Linked DNA regions of Nomascus leucogenys: region 2 is linked to region 1. The links are chromatin contacts, called in public Hi-C maps. All regions are on one chromosome and are shown on one strand. The core of a region is the stretch at or near the end of the contact, and the rest is flanking DNA. Distances in the headings are between cores, read along the strand shown.

Region 1 (3,817 bases), core at 159-2,658:
CCAGCCTGGCCAACATGGCAAAGCCCCCATCTCTACTAAAAATACAAAAATTAGCCAGGCATGGTGGTGCATGCCTGTAATCCCAGCTGCTCGGAAGACTGAGGCAGAATTTCTTGAACCCGGGAGGAGGTTGTAGTGAGCCAAGGCATGCCACTGTATTGCCGCCTAGGTGACAGCAAGACTCCATCTCAAAAAGTTTGGTCATTGAGGACTCAAGAATGATCAGTTAAGTGTTGTCAGTGCCTGTGGATTTTCACTGGTTTGTATCTGGTGGAGAATCAGTTCTGTTAGTGTTTTCTGAAGCCATCTTGCTGTGTAAACAAGAGCCAGGCATGGGGTCTGTCTTAGCCCTCGTGGTCAGTTTGCAAGGCCCTTTCACCCTAACCACCCGGCACAAGCACCCTGGCTACGCAGCCCCAGCTGAGGCCCCACTTCATCTTTCAGGAGACCTGGGCACAGGTGGGAGGCTTGTCTGAGGGCATACAGGAGCCAGCCAAGGGGCCTTTTCTCTCCCCTGACCCACCCTGTCCTTTCCATAAATGCCAGTGATCTTGGCAGGGGGTAGGACAGAGTGAGCTCACCCACCTCAGCGTTCCCTCTGGCATGTGCTCCTGGGTAAAGTGGGTGCTTGCAAGGCTGCCACATGCCCAGGGACTGAACACCCTTCCAGGTTTCCGGTAGGTGCAAAGGCTGTGTGTGGCCATGGCTCAAGCCCAGGCCAACCGGGAGTCAGGGTCCCCACCTTAACTTAGCAACTGTCAGGCACGGTCTCAGACACACTGAGGGGGTCAGCAACTGCTGGGGGCCCCAGGGAAGCTGTGGGCATCAAGGCTGGGAGTGCAGGTGGCTCTTGGCCTCCTGTGTAAAAGGAGGGCCCTGAGGCCCATAAATCCTCCCAGAGATGCAAGGCGGGGACACAAGCCAGTGACAGCCCTGTTGAGCTTTTCTGCAGTCCCAAGTACTCTAGCATTAAATGCAGACATGAATAGGTCCCCGCCCCAGCGCCTGGCCAGGGCCTAGACAAGGGAACACATGTCCCTAGAGGAATGAAGAGCCAGGCACAGCCCCCTCCCTCTGGGGCATCAGTGACAACAGTCAAAGTGCATTTTATTGCCAACAGAACACTTCAGGAGGAAATGCTAACACAAAGCCAAGGGGCTCATTTTTGCTCCTCCTGACCTTGGCCAGTATTTGGTAGCCTTTCTAGAGCACAGGGTGAATGGCTAAAGGGCTAGGGCTGGGGCTGGGGGCAGGGTGGGGGGAGCAGGAGGGCATGGCAGCTGCTGGCTTTGTCCTCCCAGCCTGGTCCCACCCCTCCTGCCACTCCCCTTGGGCTCAAGGGACACACATTCGTTCAAATCTGATGGGCAAAGCCAGGGCCTAGCTCGCTCCAGCTGCAGGGTCCCCTCCCTGAGGGCCCTGGTCCAGCAGCTGGGTTTCTGGGCTTTTTCTGGCTGAGCTGGAGGGCCCAGGGCCAAACCCACTCTCCAGAGGGCTGGAAACCACCCCTTCAGGTGGGCAGTGGGGCGCAGCCAGAACGGGGGAATGGAAAACAGGAAATGGGGGTGACTGCAGATTCCAGCTGGAAATGGAAACTCCAGGAGTGAAGGTGCGCCTGGGCCACTATGTCTCACCTCACTCCCCAAAAAGCGGCCCCTTCCAGCATCTGACCTCTCCTGGGGGCTCCCATCACGGAGGCCCGAGGGCCAGGCCTGAGGAGTAATGGGCGACATTCCTCTAGCCCACCCAGAGCCTGGTCTGTGGAGACCACGCAGCTGGAAGGCCTGGTAGAAATCAGTGCCCCAGAAGGCCAAAGACAGGATGCCTGACCCTCGTCCCATCAGCCAGCACAGGCTGTGTGCTTTCCGTCCATCCACGACCTTCAGGAGTCCAGAAGGCAGGGAGCCCCATGCTGGCCCGGTTTCCCAGTGTGCTGACTACAAACGTAGGAAGAAGAGCTCTAGCTCGGAATATTAAAAACTCTTATTTCCTGAAGAGTTGAGGCTCTGGCCTACTGGGTCCTGGCTGCACCCCAAAGTTTCTTCTGCAGGTAAGTAAGAGACTCACATCCAGAAGCACCACCCACATGGCCCAGGCCCCTGCAGGCTCAGTAAGGGCCCGGGGCCTTGAGGACACTGATCCAGACGGTGGGGCGGGAGGCTTGGGCACCAGGTGGAGGGGCAAGGCCCCTCGGTCCTGTCAGGGCAGTTGCAGAGGCTCAGGCCTGTCTACCAGCCACCCTGCTTGACCCCTGGGGGGTCTAGTAGTTCACGAGTTGAGCTGGGTAGATGCCATCCTTTCTGTCAAGCTGTAGGGGTTCAAGGTGGGGGGGTCAGTGGTCACGGCCAGGCTCCTGGGGCCCCACCTCTCCCTTGAGCAAGCTCCTCCCTCCACGTTGTCAGTGGTCCCTGACTTCCCCAGGGATGTGCACCATGTGCCCCTCTAGGGCTGGGGACGGCACCCCCATCCAGGAACTCCCCCATCCCAGTGCAGACGGCACCTGGTGGTCCTGTCTGGGGGCCACGCTGGGCTTCTGGGCCAGGGGTGGTTTCTTGGTGGTTACACTTCGGGGGGCAGCGCTGGGCCGGACGGCCTCCTCCTCTCCAGGGCTGCCTGATGCCCCAGCCAGCACGTAGTGTTGCTTCCGCAACTCTCCCAGCCGCATGCGTTCAGCCTCCAGCGTCTTCTCCAGCTCCAGGACACGCACCTGTAGCCACACGGCCTGCTCAGCCCAGCCCAGCCCAGCCTCCCCAGGGAGCTCTCTCCTGGGTCCAGGCTTCACCCGAGGGGTGAGCTCAGAGGTCACGGGGCAGCCATGGGCACCTACCTGGGTCTCCATCTCCTGCTTCTTCAGCTTGATGAGGGACAGGCCAGAGAAATCCATGGTGTCTATGGCCGGAGAGCAAGGGAGTGAACATCTGGGTGCCCACCCCCATTCATCCTCGGGAGCCAGTAGCCCCCCTTGGCACCTGGCACTCACCTCTGTCCTCAATCTGCTCCTGGCCTGACTTGGTGGAGGCCACTACATTGGCAGCCCTCTCATTGACTGTGCGAGAACATTCCTGCAGGCGGCTCAGGTGGGGGCTGTGCTTGTCGGCCTTCACCTGAGGGGCGAGGGGTCAGGGTGGGGCGAGGGGTCAGGGTGGGGCGAGAGATCAGGGTGGGCCCAGGTCTCCCAGCTCAGGGCAGCAACAGGCCTGGGCTTGGCAGCCACAGCCCAGGCCAAACTGGGCCCAGAGCCCGGTGTGCTGCCGTCAGCATGCAAGCTCACCTTGGAGGCCGCCACGAGTTGGGCCGTGCTGGCTGCGATCTCGTGGGAGCAGACGATGAGCTCCTCATACTTGCCCGTGTGAAGCACCACTTTGTCAGCCGCCTCCCTGCGAGGCAAGGGCCAGTCAGGGCCAGAGTCTCTGACCCCATGGACGGCTGGCGCCACTCCACACCCCGTCTACTCCCCGCACCGTTGACCCCCAGACTGCTCCAACTGGCAGGCAGCAGCCCCCTGCCCACCCCTACCCAGGGCAACCTACACCAGCTGTGTGGCTCCCCAGCCCACAGCCTTGGAGGCTGAGATGAGGCCTTCGGTCCAGCGTGAGTTCTTGGCGTAAAATTCCTGCTGCGTGGCTGCCCCCTAGTGGCGACGGGAGAACAGGGCAGGACGTGCCAGTCAAGGACACTGAAGGTGGAAAGGGGTCCTCAGGGGCCCTTCTCCCCCTCACTGTGGCCATAAGGCGCATCCCTGAGGCCTCCCTGTGGTAGGGGGTGGGGGGTCTCATGCCCAGGGTGGCCTAGGCTGGGGGTCAGGCTCCTTGTTGAC
Region 2 (3,966 bases), core at 539-3,038, 83 kb before region 1:
CATCCTTGCTGACGTGGGGAGTCAGCAGGTCCCTAGGCCTCTTTCGGGCAGGTCTCCTGTCACAGCCACACACACTCCCGACAGTGTCTGGCACACTCCCGGGAGTGAGTCACAGCCCCTCCTTGGAGGATGGGGAGCACTTGGATCATGTCACTGTTGCACTGGCCACACATGGGAGGTGGGCAGGTCAGGGCATAGCTGCAGAGGAATGAGGAGGGTTTGGAGTGAGAGGGAGGAGGGAGCTGGTGGTCTACAGGGGAGCCAGGGGCCAGAGGATATCTGGGACTTCCTGGTGCTGCCACCTCCCCAAAGTACCAGCCAAGGAGGAGAGGAGGGGCTAAGGGCCAGCTCAGCTGGCTGATCCTCTTAGCAATCTGTCCGCTGGCAGGGGGATCCTTTGCAGCTTCCACCAAGGCACAGTGGCCCAGACAGCAGCCTAGTTCTGGCTGGGCATGAGGAGGACAGATGGAGTCCCTGACTGGGGTGTGGGCTGCCATGGGTACTCAGACTCCACTCCCTTCCCAGATGCCCCCCAGGTACAGGAGGAAGGCATGGGCACCCCCATCACAGCCCCTTCTTCACAGAACCCCTCTGGGGGAGGAAACAGAGAGCTCGCTGTGTGACCTTAGCCAGGGCACTTGCCCTCTCTGAGTCATGCTCTTCCCCATAAGGAGGACAAATAGTTCCCACGTGGCCAAGCTGAGGAGCCTGGGGGTGGCATGTGTGTGCCAGGGCCTCTCAAAGAAAGCCTTGTTCTGTGGCCAAGCCCACAGCCTGCTCCAGCTGGAGGCCTCTGTAGGGAAATGCTTGGGGCAGGGGAAGGCATGAGTGACAAGCCTTGGAAGACACCCCTGCCAACGGCTGGCATTTCAGTTTGTGGCTGGGTCTGCCCTCACCTCCCCTTGTAGCCTGGGATGGGGCAGGGAATGGGGGATGGTGGGGGATCTAAGGTCCCCCCGACCCACATCCCCTCTCCCTCTGCCCCAGCTCACACTGCTGGTGGTCCAGGTCAGCATCCTCTACTACGGGGGCCACCTTGTCATCTCGGGCCAGATGACCAGCGGCAACCTCATCGCCTTCATCATCTACGAGTTTGTCCTGGGAGATTGTATGGAGGTGAGAGGCCAGTGTGTCCGGGGATCCAGAGAGAAGGGAGGGGTTTGGGGAAGAGGGATCTTAATGGGGTGGGGGGGCTTCAGGGACTCTGACAATGTGGTATTTCTCTCTAAGGTAAGTAGGGGAAACAGCATGATCATATCAAGAATGATAATACTAGGCAGGGCATGGTGGCTCACGTCTATAATCCCAGAACTTTGGGAGGCAGAGGCGGGTGGATCACTTGAGGTCAGGAGTTCGAGACCAGCCTGGCCAACGTGGTGAAACCCCATCTCTACTGAAAACACAAAAATTAGCCAAGCGTGTTGGTGGGTACCTGTAATCCCAGCTACTTGAGAGAAGAATTGCTTGAACCCTGGAGGCAGAGGTTGCAGTGAGCTGAGATCGCACCACTGCACTCTGGGCGAGACTCCGTCTCAATAAATAAATAGGCAAGTCGAGTATGGTGGCATGTGCCTGTAGTCCCAGGTCCTCAGGAGGCTGAGGCAGGAGAATCGCTTGAACCCGGGAGGCAGAGGTTGCAGTGAGCCAAGATCGCGCCACTGCACTCCAGCCTGGGCGACCAAAGCGAAACTCCATCTCAAAAAAAAACAAAAGAAACAAAGAATGATAATACTACCAACAAGTGACAGCAACACCCTTTAGGGACAGAGGTGATTTCAGGAAATGGTCTTAACAGCTCTGTGAGAAGTTGAAGTGATGTGGAAATTCCCATTTCTCAGAAAAGAAAACTGAACCCAAGCAGTGAAGTGACTTGCCCACCACATTTGCTCGGGAACGGGCTCAGCGCCAGCCGGGTCTGACTTCCTCCCAGCCTACTTCCAGTGTAGCGCCTCGGAAATGCAAGGGTGTTTTAGATTGTCTTGATTTTGGTTTCCGCACAAGCAGATCCTGAGACAGAATTGGAGTGCAACAGATTTGTTTGGGAGGTGATCTCAGGAAACGGGGGTGGGAGTGGAAAGTGAGACGTGGAAGGAAGGAAGTCAGCAGAGTGAGTGGTGGAGCCAGTTACCAGTGTGGGCAACTGAGGTGGGATCCTTCTAGCGGACAGGGTAGGATACCAGCGCCAGAGTCATCCCATCTGAGGGCCAGGGAGCTGGGGTGTTTACACCCAAGCTGCCATCAGTCATTGCTCAAGGTCAGCCTGGAGTGAGGGTGTTAATTCTCTTGTCTGCCCCACTCCCACAAAAAAGCCCGCATTCCGCAGGCAGTAAGAGGTTGGGCCTTTGTGTGCTGCGCTGATAAGGCTCAAGGATGTTGTTGGGGTGTTCCTAGCATCTGCTACTCAGGCCATTGCATCTGCTGGAGAATCACACCTGCCGTATTATTTGACTCGGCAGTAACTCTGCCCCTAGGAATCCATGCTTCAAGAGTACTCACAGCAGTGGGCGAAGATGTATGTCCCGAGATGTTCAGTGCAGTGTTGTTTGTTTATTATTATTACTATTTGAGACAGAGTCTCACATTGTCACCCAGGCTGGGGTGCAGTGCTGTGATCATGACTCACTGCAGCCTTGACCTCCTGGACTCAAGTGATATTCCTACCTTAGCTACTTGAGTAGCTGGGGTTACAGTCACATGCCACCACACCCAGCTAATTTTTTTCTTTTTAATTTTTTTTTTTTTTGAGACAGAGTCTTGCTCTGCCTCCCAGGCTAGAGTACAGTGGTGCAATCTTGGCTCACTGCAACCTCTGCCTCCCGGGTTCAAGCTATTCTCCTGCCTCATCCTCCCCAGTAGCTGGGACTATAGGCACGCACCACCATGCCTGGCTAATTTTTGTACTTTTAGTAGAGAGGGGGTTTCACCATGTTGGCCAGGCTGGTCTGGAACTTCTGACCTCAAATGATCCGCCTGCCTCGGCCTCCCAAAGTGCTGGGATTACAGGTGTGAGCCACTATGCCCAGCCAGCTCTGGGGTTTTGAGTGTTTACTACCAGCTGTTGCTGTTGTCTTCACAGTAACAGGACACAGATGCTGATATCACCGCCTTATCACCAATGAGGACATTCAGCACCTAAGAGCCTGAACTCAGGAGACAGATGGGCCTGGATTCAAATCCTGGCTCTGCCACTTCTAGGCTATGTGACCTGGGCCAAGTTACTTGAGCCCTCTGTGCCTGAGTTTCCTCATCAGTAAAAAAGGAGATAATGTTGGAACCTACCTCCTAACATACAGAGCATGCTCGGCCGGGCACAGCGGGCCACACCTGTAATCCCAGCACTTTGGGAGGCTGAGGCAGGCGGATTCCTTGAGCTCAGAAGTTCCAGACCAGCCTGGGCAACAGGGTGCAACCCGTTTCTACTGAAAATACAAAAAATTAACCGGGCGTAGTGGTGGCTCATGCCTGTGGTCCCAGCTATTCGGGAGGCTGAGGTTGGAGAATTGCTTGAACTCGGGAGGCAGAAGTTGCAGTGAGCAGGATCACACCACTGCACTCCAGCCTGGGTGACAGAGTGAGACCCTCCTCTCAAAAACAATAAATAAAAAGAGAATACTTAAGAAAATGGGCCGTTATTATGATTTACATTCATATTCTATGTATTTTTACCCAAGGCGAACATATTTATTTATAGTACACATTTTGAAAACTGAAATCAAGCCAGATCTGTTGACTCACGCCTGTAATCTCAGCACTTTGGGAGGGTGAGGTGGGCGGATCACTTAAGGTCAGGAGTTTGGGACCAGCCTGGCCAACATGGTGAAACCCTGTCTCTACTAAAAATACAAATATTAGCTGGGTGTGGTGGCGAGTACCTGTAATCCCAGCTACTCTGGAGGCTGAGGCAGGAGAATCACTTGACTTGGGAGGCGGAGGGTGCAGTGAGCCAAGATTACACCAATGCACTCC

What was found. A called contact is a pair of places that touch in the nucleus more often than the background predicts.
Region 2: a contact with region 1 is called in a Hi-C map of a lymphoblastoid cell line, with 8 times the contacts expected there. The contact joins two enhancer-like sites. A contact is called at or near these places in 3 of 4 Hi-C or Micro-C datasets (a lymphoblastoid cell line and an unstated tissue).

The regions. Positions count from the first base shown.
Region 1 is chr10:90,024,607-90,028,423 of Asia_NLE_v1, reverse strand. It overlaps HIP1R (huntingtin-interacting protein 1-related protein), which reads right to left. Exons shown (of 32, transcript XM_030821574.1): 27 at 3,531-3,631; 28 at 3,272-3,377; 29 at 2,981-3,104; 30 at 2,828-2,889; 31 at 2,501-2,707; 32 at 1,087-2,308. The coding sequence ends at 2,261. Among named protein-coding and RNA genes, the nearest start is that of HIP1R, 27 kb to the right of the region's middle. Within about 2 kb of position 1,408, the one cell type or tissue checked has an H3K27ac peak away from gene starts, as active enhancers do. A contact at or near this core is called in a lymphoblastoid cell line, where this site is marked.
Region 2 is chr10:90,108,128-90,112,093 of Asia_NLE_v1, reverse strand. ABCB9 (ATP-binding cassette sub-family B member 9) reads left to right here. Exons shown (of 12, transcript XM_030821577.1): 7 at 988-1,116. Among named protein-coding and RNA genes, the nearest start is that of OGFOD2, 31 kb to the left of the region's middle. Within about 2 kb of position 1,788, the one cell type or tissue checked has an H3K27ac peak away from gene starts, as active enhancers do. A contact at or near this core is called in a lymphoblastoid cell line, where this site is marked.